Regions from separate parts of the Sus scrofa genome. Here regions 2, 3, 4 and 5 are each linked to region 1. A link is a contact called in public Hi-C and HiChIP or PLAC-seq data. All regions are on one chromosome and are shown on one strand. Each heading gives the region's core, a stretch centred on a gene start, on an enhancer-like site or on the middle of the called end of the contact. The rest is flanking DNA. Distances are from core to core; before and after follow the strand shown. Region 1 overlaps TCF4 (transcription factor 4). Region 2 has its middle 140 kb from the start of CCDC68. Region 3 has its middle 250 kb from the start of TCF4. Region 4 overlaps TCF4 (transcription factor 4). Region 5 has its middle 430 kb from the start of TCF4.

The links. A called contact is a pair of places that touch in the nucleus more often than the background predicts. HiChIP or PLAC-seq counts read pairs in DNA pulled down with a chosen protein or histone mark.
Region 2: a Hi-C map of skeletal muscle shows a contact between it and region 1, with 4 times the contacts expected there. The contact joins two enhancer-like sites. A contact is called at or near these places in 3 of 47 Hi-C or Micro-C datasets (heart right ventricle, retroperitoneal adipose tissue and skeletal muscle) and 1 of 2 datasets of contacts at active chromatin or transcription factors (skeletal muscle).
Region 3: an H3K27ac HiChIP or PLAC-seq map of skeletal muscle shows a contact between it and region 1, with 4 times the contacts expected there. The contact joins two enhancer-like sites. A contact is called at or near these places in 1 of 47 Hi-C or Micro-C datasets (liver) and 1 of 2 datasets of contacts at active chromatin or transcription factors (skeletal muscle).
Region 4: a Hi-C map of skeletal muscle shows a contact between it and region 1, with 2.6 times the contacts expected there. The contact joins two enhancer-like sites. A contact is called at or near these places in 7 of 47 Hi-C or Micro-C datasets (embryonic fibroblasts, heart right ventricle, liver and 4 more) and 1 of 2 datasets of contacts at active chromatin or transcription factors (skeletal muscle).
Region 5: a Hi-C map of skeletal muscle shows a contact between it and region 1, with 5 times the contacts expected there. The contact joins two enhancer-like sites. A contact is called at or near these places in 2 of 47 Hi-C or Micro-C datasets (heart right ventricle and skeletal muscle) and 1 of 2 datasets of contacts at active chromatin or transcription factors (skeletal muscle).

What each region holds. Positions count from the first base shown.
Region 1 is chr1:105,004,175-105,006,874 of Sscrofa11.1, forward strand. All of the region lies in intron 3 of TCF4 (transcription factor 4), which reads right to left. Among named protein-coding and RNA genes, the nearest start is that of TCF4, 74 kb to the right of the region's middle. Within about 2 kb of position 1,252, at least 28 of the 83 cell types and tissues checked have an H3K27ac peak or open chromatin away from gene starts, as enhancers often do. A contact at or near this core is called in skeletal muscle and subcutaneous adipose tissue, where this site is marked.
Region 2 is chr1:104,611,971-104,614,670 of Sscrofa11.1, forward strand. No RefSeq gene overlaps it. Among named protein-coding and RNA genes, the nearest start is that of CCDC68, 140 kb to the left of the region's middle. Within about 2 kb of position 1,376, at least 3 of the 83 cell types and tissues checked have an H3K27ac peak or open chromatin away from gene starts, as enhancers often do. A contact at or near this core is called in skeletal muscle, where this site is marked.
Region 3 is chr1:105,326,515-105,329,214 of Sscrofa11.1, forward strand. No RefSeq gene overlaps it. Among named protein-coding and RNA genes, the nearest start is that of TCF4, 250 kb to the left of the region's middle. Within about 2 kb of position 1,362, at least 9 of the 83 cell types and tissues checked have an H3K27ac peak or open chromatin away from gene starts, as enhancers often do. A contact at or near this core is called in skeletal muscle, where this site is marked.
Region 4 is chr1:104,724,998-104,727,697 of Sscrofa11.1, forward strand. It overlaps TCF4 (transcription factor 4), which reads right to left. Exons shown (of 20, transcript XM_021093491.1): 16 at 1,440-1,575. Among named protein-coding and RNA genes, the nearest start is that of CCDC68, 250 kb to the left of the region's middle. Within about 2 kb of position 1,449, at least 20 of the 83 cell types and tissues checked have an H3K27ac peak or open chromatin away from gene starts, as enhancers often do. A contact at or near this core is called in skeletal muscle and subcutaneous adipose tissue, where this site is marked.
Region 5 is chr1:105,507,425-105,510,124 of Sscrofa11.1, forward strand. No RefSeq gene overlaps it. Among named protein-coding and RNA genes, the nearest start is that of TCF4, 430 kb to the left of the region's middle. Within about 2 kb of position 1,382, at least 8 of the 83 cell types and tissues checked have an H3K27ac peak or open chromatin away from gene starts, as enhancers often do. A contact at or near this core is called in skeletal muscle, where this site is marked.

The sequences.
Region 1 (2,700 bases), core at 2-2,501:
AGAGCCAAAAATAAAAGGAAAAGAGGGTGAAAAAAAAATCATGGGAAGTTAAAATGTTAGGACTCCCGCCAGGGAAATTCCTTTGGTGATCAGTCCCTATCTTCACCCTGAAACATACCTTTGAAGGGCTGAAATAACAGTTCTCTTTGGAATTTTTCAGACATTAAAATGACTGGGGAAAAAAAAATTATCGAAAGCAATCATCCTAAGGAATAAATAAAAGAAATGAAAGCAAAACCAGATTTTAACCAACATTAGCCTTCCACTTTCTCACACCATTTTTCCCTTTCATGTGTGTCTCCTTTAAATGTCTTCTAAACAAAAAGCCAAGTGTGGTGTCACTCAGTGAATAAGAGTGACAGTTACCACATCTTCTGACTCAGAATTAAGGGGACAAATTCATAACCTAAAACTCCAGAGATAGCCTTCCGCTTGCCCCTCAGACTGAGTCACAGCAGAAAACCAAAGATTTCCATTCCCGTACTTCTCTGTCTAGAGAGATTTATGACACTCAGCATTTTGATAAATACAAGAAAAAGAGCGAAAACAAGCAGAAATGTTTATAATATTTCCCATTTCAGTGTACAACTTGACAGAAATTTTTTAAATATTTCAAAGCATCATAAGAATTCATTACTCTAAACCAGGCATTTCCAACTGAAAGTCTTATGATCTCAGACATAAAGGTCCAGTGATTCAACTTATAAGCAGAGGACTCAGACATTGAGAGATCAAACATTTTAATCGAAAAGCAGGCTTTTGAAACCCAGGTTCTGTAAATATTTATCTCCTTTTTCCTCTTCCATAGGAAAAGGAAGTAATAAATTCCCCCAATATATCAGGTGATTAAGACTCTGAAACACAACGTGCAAACTCTGAAATACAACGTGAACTGAGATCTCCACGTAAAAGGTCCATCTTTTAAGGAGACGTCTCTGTTCCTCTTCTTTGCTTAGTGGAAACAGAACATGAGTTAATGATGACGGCAGATTTTCATTTATTTGTAAACATCAGTCAATAGATGGGGAAATGATATTGGCTCTGTGTTTATAAGCCACAGTAGAAAATTGAACAATAGCAGACCTTTACTGAAACAAAAATAAAATATGAGTCAACAAGATCCTTGCCAAACAGAGGTCTCAGGACAGCCTTGTTCAGTCTTCTGGGAATCCCACTCCAATAAGCACAATAAAAGCAGGACGTGCCTCATTTCCTTCAACCCCTCAACATGCCTCTCTTGGAGATGTTTGTAAATTTCCTTCCTCTACGCATCTAGCTGGCAAACTGTCGTCATTTCTTTGGGGTAATAATATCCTGTTGATGTCTGGGTAGATCTGTTTTGAGTGTTTCCTCTACACCGCACATATACTTTTAATATTCTTTTTCAACACAACGCCAGTAAATTATTTTTCAACGTATTTGAACATAGTTCAGCGAGGTATGATTTGATTAGATGGAACGAATGGCATGAGATTCTAATAAAATGCTGGTTTTACTTGTGGATTTACAACCTAGATTTAGATAATAAAGTAACTCCAACAGGAAAGAAAGAGGCATTTTCTGCTTTTTTTCTGAAATTGAAAATATTTACCTATGCTGCTTTATTAATATAAATATTTTCATTCAATCCCTATGCTGGAGTTTGGAAATTTCACACAGCAAAAGAGCAGCCTTACCACTAAAACACTCACTTGTGAAAATGGCAACTTTTATTTTACTTCATATAAAAATTGCACTAAGCACTTTAAAAAGAGAGTTTTAAAATGTATTCCAGAATGAAGGTTAAATACACTATAAATTCAGTCAAATACAATGAGTGATTTAAAACTTTGGCCTAAATAAAATATTTTTTAAAACAAAAATGTATTTATACCTGAGAGTCTATTTCTTAGACAAAGAAGTTTTACCTAAAGCTAAATAATTCCAGGCAGAATTACACTTCTCAATAAAGTTATATGATATAAAGGGAGAAAATTATACAGAATGACAGCTTTGAAAAATAATACTCAAAAAGTAAAATAAGACTAACTCTCAACTAATGTAATTTGCACTTAGGCAGACATTTTGGTTACAAAGACAGCAAAAGCTGATTTGTGAAAAACTAAAAATAATTGATTATCACTACAAAGCATTAGATTTGGAGCTAAATTAATTGACATGTAGCATTCACTGCAATTCCAGATAACACCTTATTTAACACATGAAATAATAAGAATCATGATCCTGAAAAATGTCCAATGTCATTAATAATCCAGAAAATACCTACTTTAAAACAAAAACAATCAGATACCAGATTTTTCAATACCAACTTAATAAGATAAAAATAATGCAAAGTGGCACAGCCTTCCTAGACAGCAATTTGACAAGATATGTAAAGAGCCTTTCACCTAATAATTCCCTAGGAAACTATCCTAATATCTTTGTAAATGAAGACAAGTATTTAAAGACAAGGCTGTTCCAAACAGTGGTCAACAGGAAACTGTTTAAATAAATTTTGGAAGAACCTATGATGGGATATGATGCTGCCTTTAAAAGATCATGTTTTTGAAAATGTCTAAGAACATTGGAAAAATGCTCATGATAAAATGTTAAAAAGTAATATACACATTTCATATTAAGTTTTTAAAAACAAAAATTAGAATCTTCAGTCTTCAAAATATTAATATTGGATATCTCCACAAAGAAGATATATTATATTTA
Region 2 (2,700 bases), core at 126-2,625, 390 kb before region 1:
TCTAAAGACAGTCTAGGTATCCTTATGGTTCTTATATTCAGAAAATAGCCCAGCTCTACTGCTAGGGCTGAGTGGCTAGACCTGCCCATGGGAGGTACTGGGGGTACCATCCATCTGACAGAGCCCATCATTTCCCATCATGTGTCATGCCTACATGCAGCTCTTGTAGTCCCAGTTTTAGTGCCATCCTGAGGATATGGGAGAACACGAGTACAAAAAAGTCCCAAGGTGGAGTTTCCCGTACTCTGTCAGGGAATGGAGTGGAGTTTGAGGAAGGTTTCCTGGACTAGAGTTCAAAAATTAAAATGCAGACAGTCAGGGCGATAGCAGATGGGCACCCTCTGAACACCATGCAAGTTTTTCCAAAGAACTTCACATTGATTTTGGAGGATCCTGGAAGAACTTGGAACACGATGCTGCATCCACCTGGGAGAACACTTTCAGAGACTGAGAGCTTTCCACATTCCGAGGTCAGGTTTGTGAACTCTTTTCTCCAACCCCCAACACTCTAGCTACTGGGGACATGTGACTCTGCATGTTGTTACCTGAGCCATGTGCGCTTTCTCCCTGGTGGATATAGACTGGGATCGTCCATGGGAAATTCACTTGTAAAGAGAGATATCATTCGTGGTTTCTTTACCATTGATATTGACACTATCAATGAACTGCTTGTTAGTTCTAAGCATCTGGAATTGTTGGGGTGAGGGGAACCTCAGGTAATCCAAGGGATGCTGAAAGTTTCTACTCCCTCTTTGGCCAGCTGAAGAGTCCTTCTTTATGTACCACCAGAAGGTGAAGAGAGTTTATAGAAAGATAACTTGGTAAGACTGGACATCCAAGGAAGCTGCATAGGGCCAAAGCCAGAGCTGAAGCTCCAAATTACAACCCAGATATCCAGTGGAAGAAGCAGCTTGAGAGAGTCCAACAGAAAAGTCCCTCTTGGGGAAAAAAAAATGTAATTGTAATGTATACATGTAAGGATAACTTGATCCCCTTGCTGTACAGTGGGAAAATTTTAAAAAAAGGAGAGAAAAGAAAGAAAAGTCCCTCAGTGTTTGCATTTTTTAACAAGCTCCTCCTTGACTTCTCCCCCACCTCTACTTTTGTTTGTTGAACCTTTCATTTACTGACTTTAAATTAAAAATAAACTTTAAGAAATGTAAAACAATAGAGATTCAATGGCTAAGTGATCATGCAGCACTTGCCCTGAAGAATGAAACAATTAAAATCCAATCATTCCTGATTACGTTTTGTACTATGATGTTAGACTTCCCTTTGCTTTGACCCCTCACCTTCCGGCATCCTGTTCTGGGACAGAAATGACACCACAAAGGTTTCCTGTGCCTGTCCTCTCCACTTCTGACCCCTCACTACATCCTCTCTCCATCTATTTGGAGAGCAATGATTTGGTTCCTCTGGAATTCCTCCTGTATGCTTGATGACACTTGCTGCTAATTTGGGATGCTAGAAATGCCAGGCAAAGTCTGGACTGAGCTCTTGTCGGCTGTTAGTCTCCCAGTGACTTGCTTATTAGCAAAATGGGAAATGTGATATTTCCAGTGATTATTGATCCTAATTTGTCATGGGGTCCCTTCTCTCTGCAATCTGCCAATAGCCAAAACAAACTAAATTCTTAAGCCCATCAAGTCATTTCTGAATTCTCGCTGGTTTTGAAAAGACTTTCTTAAGGTGTCCAAAATCAGTGTCCTAGGAGGTCCATTGTGGCGCAGCGGCATTATCACTGCAGCAGCCCAGGTCATTACTGTGGTGCTGGTTCAATCCCTGGCTCAGGCATTTCCACATGCCTTGGTAGTGGCAGAAAGAGAGAAAGAAAGAAAAAAGAGAGAGAGAAAGAAAGAAAGAGGAAGGAAGGAAGGAAGGAAGGAAGGAAGGAAGGAAGGAAAGAAGGAAGGAGAAGGGGAAGGGAAGGGAAGGAAAGGGAAGGAAAGGGAGGGAAGAAGGGAGGAAGAAAAGAAATCGATGTCCTCTGGGGCAATTTGGGCAGAGAGTCCTCTGGACGAGGCCTGAGATCAAGGTTACCAAATCGTGGACTGAGGACGTACCCCCTGCTGTTTACTCTTCAGAGCCTTCCCTTCCTTCTCTGAGGATCCTGGGTCTGTAGATTTAAAATTTCAGACTATTGTATAACAGCAACAGCCATGCTCAGTTCTGTGGTCTGCCGAGCACTGAGATGCTGTTGCCGGTCAGAATATATTAAACAGAAGTCATGACCATAGTAGCATAGAATAACAGCTAGAAGGAGATGAGTCCCATTGCCTTCATAGCACTTTTCTCCCAGCAACTTGACAGCTGATGGGGTTGGGAGGCTGGGCCAGGTACAGAAATGAGTCTCGGGCTGCGCATGGAAGTGCTGCCTGCTGTCTGCACCTCTCCCTGGTCAGGAGGCCTTGGTCCCAGCTCTGTGCTGCCTGACTGTGTGCCCGCTGCCCTTGGACATTCAGAGCGGTCCCCCTCCTGCTCCAAACACACACTGGAATTGACTACCAGACTGGTCACATACTTTTTTGTCTTCTTTCTTAAAGTGAAGGCATTTTTTTTTTCCCAGCGACTGAGAAACCCTATTAACTCCGTTTCCGTGAACTCACATCTAAACAGGATCCTTGACTCCTCAGAAACCAGGAACTAACTAACTGGTCTTGTTTGAGTCTGTTTAGAGCCTAGAAATGATAGAAATGGTTA
Region 3 (2,700 bases), core at 112-2,611, 320 kb after region 1:
AAGGACCTACATAGCAGCAATGAGCTCAATAACCCTCCATTTTCATGGGTCTTTAAATTTTATTTTGCAAGTGTGCATGTGCAGAGTTTTGATATTAGCTCCTCATCAGGATTTTTTGGTTCTGGTTACATATTGCAAATTATCAGTAGATATACCTTTTGGGAAGTGTTTCAGATGTTGAGTCCTCTCACCAGCTAAATGCAAATCTGGGGTTGAGGCCCATTCCATTAAAATGCAGAAACATTTTAATAAAGTTTAATTGTCATCCTAATGTACAACCAAGTTTGAGAACTGTTGCCCTACATGGTCTCATGAAATAGAATGCATACACAACCTTAAAACATGGGAAGGTGACATTTTTTTTTAGTTCTGTCACTCACCAATAGACTATAGAACAATCATGTAGTAAATGGTATACCATTAGTCTGAAGGAATTCCTACACTTCTAGGAGTGCTCAGTTTATGCTTTGGGAATAATTTAAAGACCCAGTAATTTCAAGTTCCTGGAACAAGAGTATAGTTGTCAGGGTATAGATGAATATTTAACAGATATAGTGGAAATATCCAAAATGGCTTTGTATTATCCAAAGAGTTTTGCCCTGTTGAATCTGTTGGCTGTTTCTGCTCCAGTCTGAAGACTTAGCAGGTTCTTTCTGCACCTCAACATCATCGTCATCAACGGCACTTAGTCTCAGAGGAATGATTTGAGTCCAGAGAACCGATGGGGCTCCAAAATGAATAGCCACGTAGCCCTTTAAAAATACCATGTGCACCTTCAGGTCAACATGTCATTCATTCACATTCTGCAAGAGGCTGAATTTCCATTCCAAGAAAGACTTTTGAGTTTTTTAAAAATATGTTTTCAGAATGGAAAAAATGTGGAAAGATAAGGTCTTCTGGGGGAGGAGATCATCCCTGGGAATGACTTGGAATGAGTTTTCCTGATGAGTTATGGGAGCATGAACACATATCCTGTTTTCCTTCTCAATTCAGAGAGGTTTTCACAGAGACGCCTGTGTGCTCCAACTCATTCATTCTGTTTGCACGCCTTTTTCTAAGACATCTGAAAGGAAACATTGGCTCAAAGGTTCCATCCCAGGTGTGATGAGGATTTCTGGAAGGACAGCTCTTGTTGAATGTCATTATTGTCTGCATTTCATTTTTCCTTTCTAAGGAATTCCAAAATGAGCGATCCACTCTCCACCACCCCAGATGTTGTTGTAAACCAGAATTTTGGAACATTTGGACTAAAATTCAATCCCCTAAAGTTCAGCTGAGTCCCAGCTCTCCAACCAAACGCTGACAAAAATGTATTTGTGCAATGGTTCACATGACTTCCTCTGCGCTCTGTGTCCCTGGCTGCGTGACTCAGTCCCAGATGAGCTGACACACCGTACTGTAAATTTCATAACAACCAAACTCCAGGAGGCAAGAATCAAGGCCCTAGTTCGTGTTTTTTGAGAGACTGAATTTCTGGAAATATCCTTTAATGTTGATTTTTTTTATATATATATATAAGACCTTCAAGCAATGTTGTTTAAAGAAACACCTGGAAAGAAAGAAAAAAAAAAAAAAAACCCTAAAAAATTCAAGTCTGTTGAAAAGTTTCCTATATAGCATTGGCAGTCATTTCAGTAAGACTAGTATTTTGAAGAGCATGTCTTAGGGGATAAATGTTCATCATTATTATCTTGTCCATACTTAAGCAGACCATTTGGGGAAATGTCAATATTCATGATTTAAAAGCAGTCAAGAGACAGGCCAATATATAGTTAATAAAAAGTGTTTTCAAAGTTTACATGCAATCTCAAATGTTAGATTTTAACTTTACAAATCTCAGTTTTCCATTCCTCCTTCTGCTCACCATTCACCTGTGTTTGTCTAATAGAAACCAGTTACTACAGCTCTGGTTACACATCTGCTTCATGCATGTGCAATTACAAGCCGTTTTAGCAACTAGTAAAACTACAGGTGTCTGGGTTTTAATGTAACCATTTTAAAAGAGCAGTTCATGGGCCTCTGATTATTATTTTTTATAGCTGGCAGTGTTCCTACCATAGACTGCCAGCTTAAGGGTTAAACGTAGTTCTGTTGTTTTCTCATTCTGGTAGAATCTCTGAAATCATTTGTAAGTTAATTTCTTAAGCTTGGAATTAAACCTGGAATCCATTCTGCCAAATACAGTAATCATTGTATTATCGACAGGCTGCACTTCTGTTTCTATATATGTCTTAAGCAACAAATTATTAACTGGATTTTGAATGCTGGATGCTAAAGTCATTAAGTAGGTGTATCTGTTTGGGTTGCTTACTTCTCTACCATAAGAAAGACCACAATTACCATCCCATTATTACTTTGATAAATAATGTTAACACATGGTTTCATAACAACTGTAGAATGTCCATCAGTGCCCTATCAATCAGTAGTTCAGCTCTGTATAAATAAAAAATTGGAGATTTCATTTTTACCTTTCATCATCTGTGTACAACTGGAAGATGTAAGAGTTCCAAGAACTGTTGCAACAACTATTGAAATCCATTACTTCTGTTAAAATACTCCAAGAACACACTCAGCTACTCTTAGAAGAAAAAGATGGGTATGGAAAAATTTTAAGTGGAGAACACTGATTTACAGATTAATCTAATTAGACTAAAATTAGGATTTAAAATGAAAACAAAAATCCTGTCCAGGGCCACCAAA
Region 4 (2,700 bases), core at 199-2,698, 280 kb before region 1:
TGAGGTTAAATTCTATTTTGCAATCTTTTGGAGTAGATGGTAATTTCACTGTCTACAAAACATCAACTTAATTGCAATGAAAATCATAATCATGAAAATCACACACCTCAATGTTCTGATTAAGAACCCAAGTAAATATCAGCTATTATATTGAGTTTCTTCCATATGCAATGATTTAATAGAAAAATGTCCTTAAAATATAATTCCCAGGGAGTACGCTAAATATGTACAGTCAAGGCTTCAATAGATACCCTAATGAAATTCCGAAATTAGGCTTCTCTTATCCTCCAGGAGTAATCAGCATTTAAAAATGGTACATATGGAAAGCAGTTACTTGCTCACTGAAGACTTTACTAGCTTTATCACTGTTAACTTTCTAAGAGCAAAATGTATTTTCTACTCTGGCCCTAATGTAATCATTCATTTCTGGGGCAGATATGTGTCTATTTGCTATTTCTTCTATTTGTAATCTGTGAAGTCTAGGATCTTGTCACTCAAAATCTGGTCAGTGGGCCAGGAGCATTCTTATTTCCTGGGAGTTCCTTATGCTCCTGGGAGCCTAAGAGAAATGCAGAACCCCAGGCCAACTGAATCAAAATTGGCATTTTACCAAGATCCTCAGGTTGTGCTCATATGGTTGCTGGTCGAGGACAGAGAAAGAAAACCCAAAGGCTCTTTAAAAGAAAGGACCATCACAGTATTGCTAGTCAGATAAAAATGGGCAGGCATACCACATACATAATTACCACTCAGATGCATACAATGTCTAAGAGGTGGGAAAATGCTTACCCGTATTGATTCTTGCGGCAATGTTATCATTTTTATTCTCAACAGGAGGGGGAGGAGAGGTTATGTAAGTGTCCCCTAGTCACCTAGCCGGCCAGTCAATGGGGAGTCTGGGACCCAGGTCTTGCCCTGGCAGCACCACCTCCAGAGGTCACAGAAAGTTGACGGGAGTCAGTGGTAGGAGGTGGTCCTGCCACAAGTCCTAGGGGCTTGATGACTCAAGAGCAAAAATCATCCAACCAAGTTCCATGTTTTAAATGTACCTGCATTTCCGTCCATCTTACACAACAAAAGCCATTTCCTTCCTTCCTATCCATTTGGAAATATCATGTGCAGGCTGCAACTAACCACATTAGAGGTCCTGAACGAGCACAATGTGGAAATAGCTAAAATAAAATTTCCTCTCATCAGTCTGTTGTCTCATTCCCTGCTGAAATAGTCGTAGGACTTCAGAGGATGCTGGAGGAAAACAGTGACCGAAGAAACACAATTAGCCAGCTCCGTTTGCCCATTTACTTACCATTTTTTGGATCAAAATGGATTCTTGGTTTTCTGCCAGTGCTTCCTGAGGGATGAATGCCAAGTAAGCATGGGATTAACACTGGATCCATTGTTTCAGTGAGGTCAGAAGTGGCCCTCCGGGGCGGACCTACCTCTGTAAGGGTCCTGGGGTGGGTTCAAATCAGGGGAAGTTGCAGACTGGACAGGAAGCTGTGGTACTGGAACCTGGTTTGGGACAAGAGAATGGCTGCCCCTCAGGGCCACGCCGTCTTCACGATGGGCCCCAACCTGCAAGGGGGAGAGGAACTGTAGAGATGAGTGGGAACCAGAGGTGTGCCAGCTATTTATTTCCGGGGGCAGCCAGGACCCACTTAAGGAAGGCTAGCCTTTGAAAAACAATACTCCCAAATGCATCTCACTAGAGGGCGCTGAAGGACCACATATGCACCTAGAGTCCCCAGCAAAAAACACTTTGAGCTCCGTAAGATGCCGTGCTGTACATTCAGTGACAAATATGGCAGAGTAGCTCAGGCAGGTAAAACGTCAAATTGTCTCCCAGGGTGCTGCAGTGGAGCGCACTGATTCGTACCCATCTGTCTTCTATCATGTCCGCCAACAGATCTGACAATTATCTTAATGCCCATATGCTTAATTGTGGGCTTCTCAATTCCCCCATTGCTATCGGAAATCCTACAGGAATTTCAATTTGGCATTCGACTTTCATTTCAGGGGATAAGATTCTCAGGCCTGCCATTTTTTTTTTTCCATAATGCCAGCTAAGCCTCTGACAGCGGAAGCTACAGCAGTATGGGACATAGCCCCTGCTCGGTACAAATATAATAAAATGTCACCTGGCTTTCCAAAACTGGCAGCCCATTCCAAATTAATGTTTACTGTATTTCATCAGCTGCTGAGTTCCAAATCCAAAGGGGGACCGTTTCTGCCAATGCCACCATACCGGAAAATGTACCAATAAAGGTTTTATTAAACACACCAGTAATGCCATCATTGCCATGCAAAGATGTTTGGACATTTTTCCATTTTTTTCTTCCTTCACTATTCTGATCCTAGGAAGACGCCATATTGTGAACACTCTCCAGGCTTCCAAGAATAAAATTATAGAGTAGAGCATGATGCCTTGGTCTGCAAAAATTACCGCTGAGCTTTTTATTAACTACTACTACCACCTACACTCTGGGGTCCAGAGATGTTGAATTTGTAGCACTGAGACAGCAATTGCTGACTTTACAGAGTACCCCTTCAAGTAAGACCATTAAGCACTTGCAAACCAGAAGGAACATGAGTAGTGTTTTTGCTGGCATTTCCAAGTAGGTATTTATTTTCTTGGCCTATTGTTAAGTGAACATTTACACAGGACAGTGAGGTCTAGCATTAGAAATATCTATCTATAAA
Region 5 (2,700 bases), core at 132-2,631, 500 kb after region 1:
CACAGCCACGCCAGATCAGAGCCGCATCTGCGATCTACGCAGCTTGTGGCAATGCCAGATCCTTAACCCAATGAGCGAGGCCAGGGATTGAACCTGCATCCTTATGGATACTAGTCAGGTTCTTAACCTGCTGAGCCACAACAGGAACTCCCATACCAGTCTTTCTAAGAGTCTTTTCCTGTTGTCTTCCCATCAGCTAAAATCTAGATGACACAGACATTGCCAGGGTTTTCTGGACAACAACAGAATCAAGTTTTTTTCTACATAGTTTTTCCTCCCAGAAAACACCTCACTTAGGTTTAACCCATCAGGGCTAATCTAACTATACTAAGAAGGGAACAATAACAGAAGTATCTCATTTGCTAACTTCTGCCCTCATTTGGTTCATTTTGAATACTTTATTAAAAATAAAATGTATTATCACCTCTTCATTTATCTTCCATATCCAGAAGGTTTGTCTGAAAGATTGATCTAATTCCGGACACTAAGGGAATATCACTTTGTTGGCCGATCCAGAGGGTCTTTCTGATGTCCTAACCCTGTGGTTTTAACTAGAGGTACATTTTCCAATACAGACTTTCCAAATGCAATTTCCTATCAGTGTGCGCAGAGAAACAATGCTGACAGTATTTCTACTCATCTTTTACTTTACGGAAAGGTGATTATGTAGCACATGACTAAGTTTAACCAAAGGGATGGGGAATCCAGTGGGGTAGAGGCCTTGGCCATGAGCATTCAGGAAGCTGGAGCAGCGCCACCTGAAGGAGTCAGGAGGCCAGTGGCCGGATGTGCACGGATCCCTGGGGGGGTGGGGGTGGGAGAAGCCAGAGCAGCTTAAATGGTCAAAGAATTAAATGTAAAGTGAGCTGCAAGGGTCAGATCTGGATTGAAGCCCAAATTCTGAGTCTCCGCATCCGTCCGGGGATAAACTTGGCTCCTAATCAGGGCTGACAATTAGGCCGTACAGTTAATATTTTTACAGCTGTTTTATTAATAACACATACAGTGCATCCAGCCAGGATTTGTTGGAGACACCTCAGGAAAACGAATGATGTAAATAACAGATGGATGTAGAATATTCCTACAAACAGGCATAAAGATATTCCCTTCTTGTTTAAAAAGAATTTAAATAGACAGATTGTAGATAAACAGGCAGACAGAAAGGGGGAGAGAGAGAGGATTTATGGTATTTGAGGTAGTGGCTGTATGCATTCTCATAGTAGAGACCATGGACATAAACACAGAAGCTTTCTATAGGGAAGGAGAGACTCGAAGGCTTGGCTTCCAGAAAAAATAAATTCCACAGTACAGGAGGCTGAGCATGGCAGCATGGGGGCTATTGGAAGCAGGTGTGCTATGTGGTTCCTCTAATACCTCCTCTGATATGCGTCTCAGGTCCAGAGACCACTCATGTGGCTTGCCTGGCCATACCCCAGCCTAGCCTCAATACACAGGGTGGCCCAGGGCCTCTGTCCTCCCCTCTTTCTACATCTGTCAATCTCCTATCTGAAGACCCCATGCCTGCTCACCCATTTTGCCTCTGAACTGGGAGCCGTGATATTTCCATCTGAAAAGAGAAATAAAAAATTCAGGATCTTCATGTCTTTTGTTTTCACTCCTACTATTTTTTTTTGTACTGCTTTTTCATGTGCCTGCTGCACTGTGCTCCTACCATACTTTGCAACCAGATGGCTCAGGAATGAAGAACAAAGGCCACTAAAAAGTGGGCGGGGAGAAAAGGAGAAAGAAGCAGAGAGCTGAAAGTCAAGGCGAAACCAGAGATCGGAGCAAAGCTCAAATGCTTTAATCACTGATGACTTTTTGTTGAATTATGAGCCTAGAACAGATATTCTTCTTGGTGATCCTGTGCATGGGGGAGTGTATGTCTGTGTGTGTGTGTCAGTGTCTGTGTCACACACTTATACATCCCTGGTCCTTTATTTCACTGATAGGGAATCAAAGCCAGAATCCTATTTTCTTTGGTCCATCTCCATGTTTCCTGACTCAAATCAAATGAGGTGTGAGACACCTTTACCCAGAGGGAGATTGCTGAGCATTGATGTGGGCACAGGGAGTGAATCCTGGCACCTGGAGGGAGAGTTGTGGTGAGTTCAAAGGGCTCAGGAGCTGTGAGACCTGCCATTTCACAGCCTGGTGACTTTAGGCAAGTCACTTCCCTTCTCTCACTCTTAGTTTCCTTCTCAGGAAATACCGTCCTTGAAGGGATGTTGTGAGTGTTAAATGTGCTAATATAGGTGAAACACCTTGAAAATTAGAATTCTAAGCACCCAATGAAAAGATTGTGGTTATCCTGGAGTATTGCAACTTCTCCCAAAGCTAAAAGTGGTAAGAGTGTCTTCAGTGCTTTTCTGTGACCTTCTGCACTCTTGAGTTTTACACTGCACTTAGATCCCTACCTAAGCTGCCTACCTCTCCAGATTATGCCCTACACTATCAAGCTTTCCCTTGACCCCCTCAGTGGAACTTAATGTTTGTGTACATTGGAATGTTGTTAGATTATAGGGTGACCCAATTGTGACTTAGGCTATTAATTACTTTGTATGTGAGCCACAGAAATATTTCATTTTTAATCAGGAATTTCTGTAGATACAGTGCTTCAAAGCAAAAGGAATGACTATCTAATGGTAAAATTTAATGCAGGTTGAGGAAACTCAATAGCTTTAGGAGGGAAACATTTGT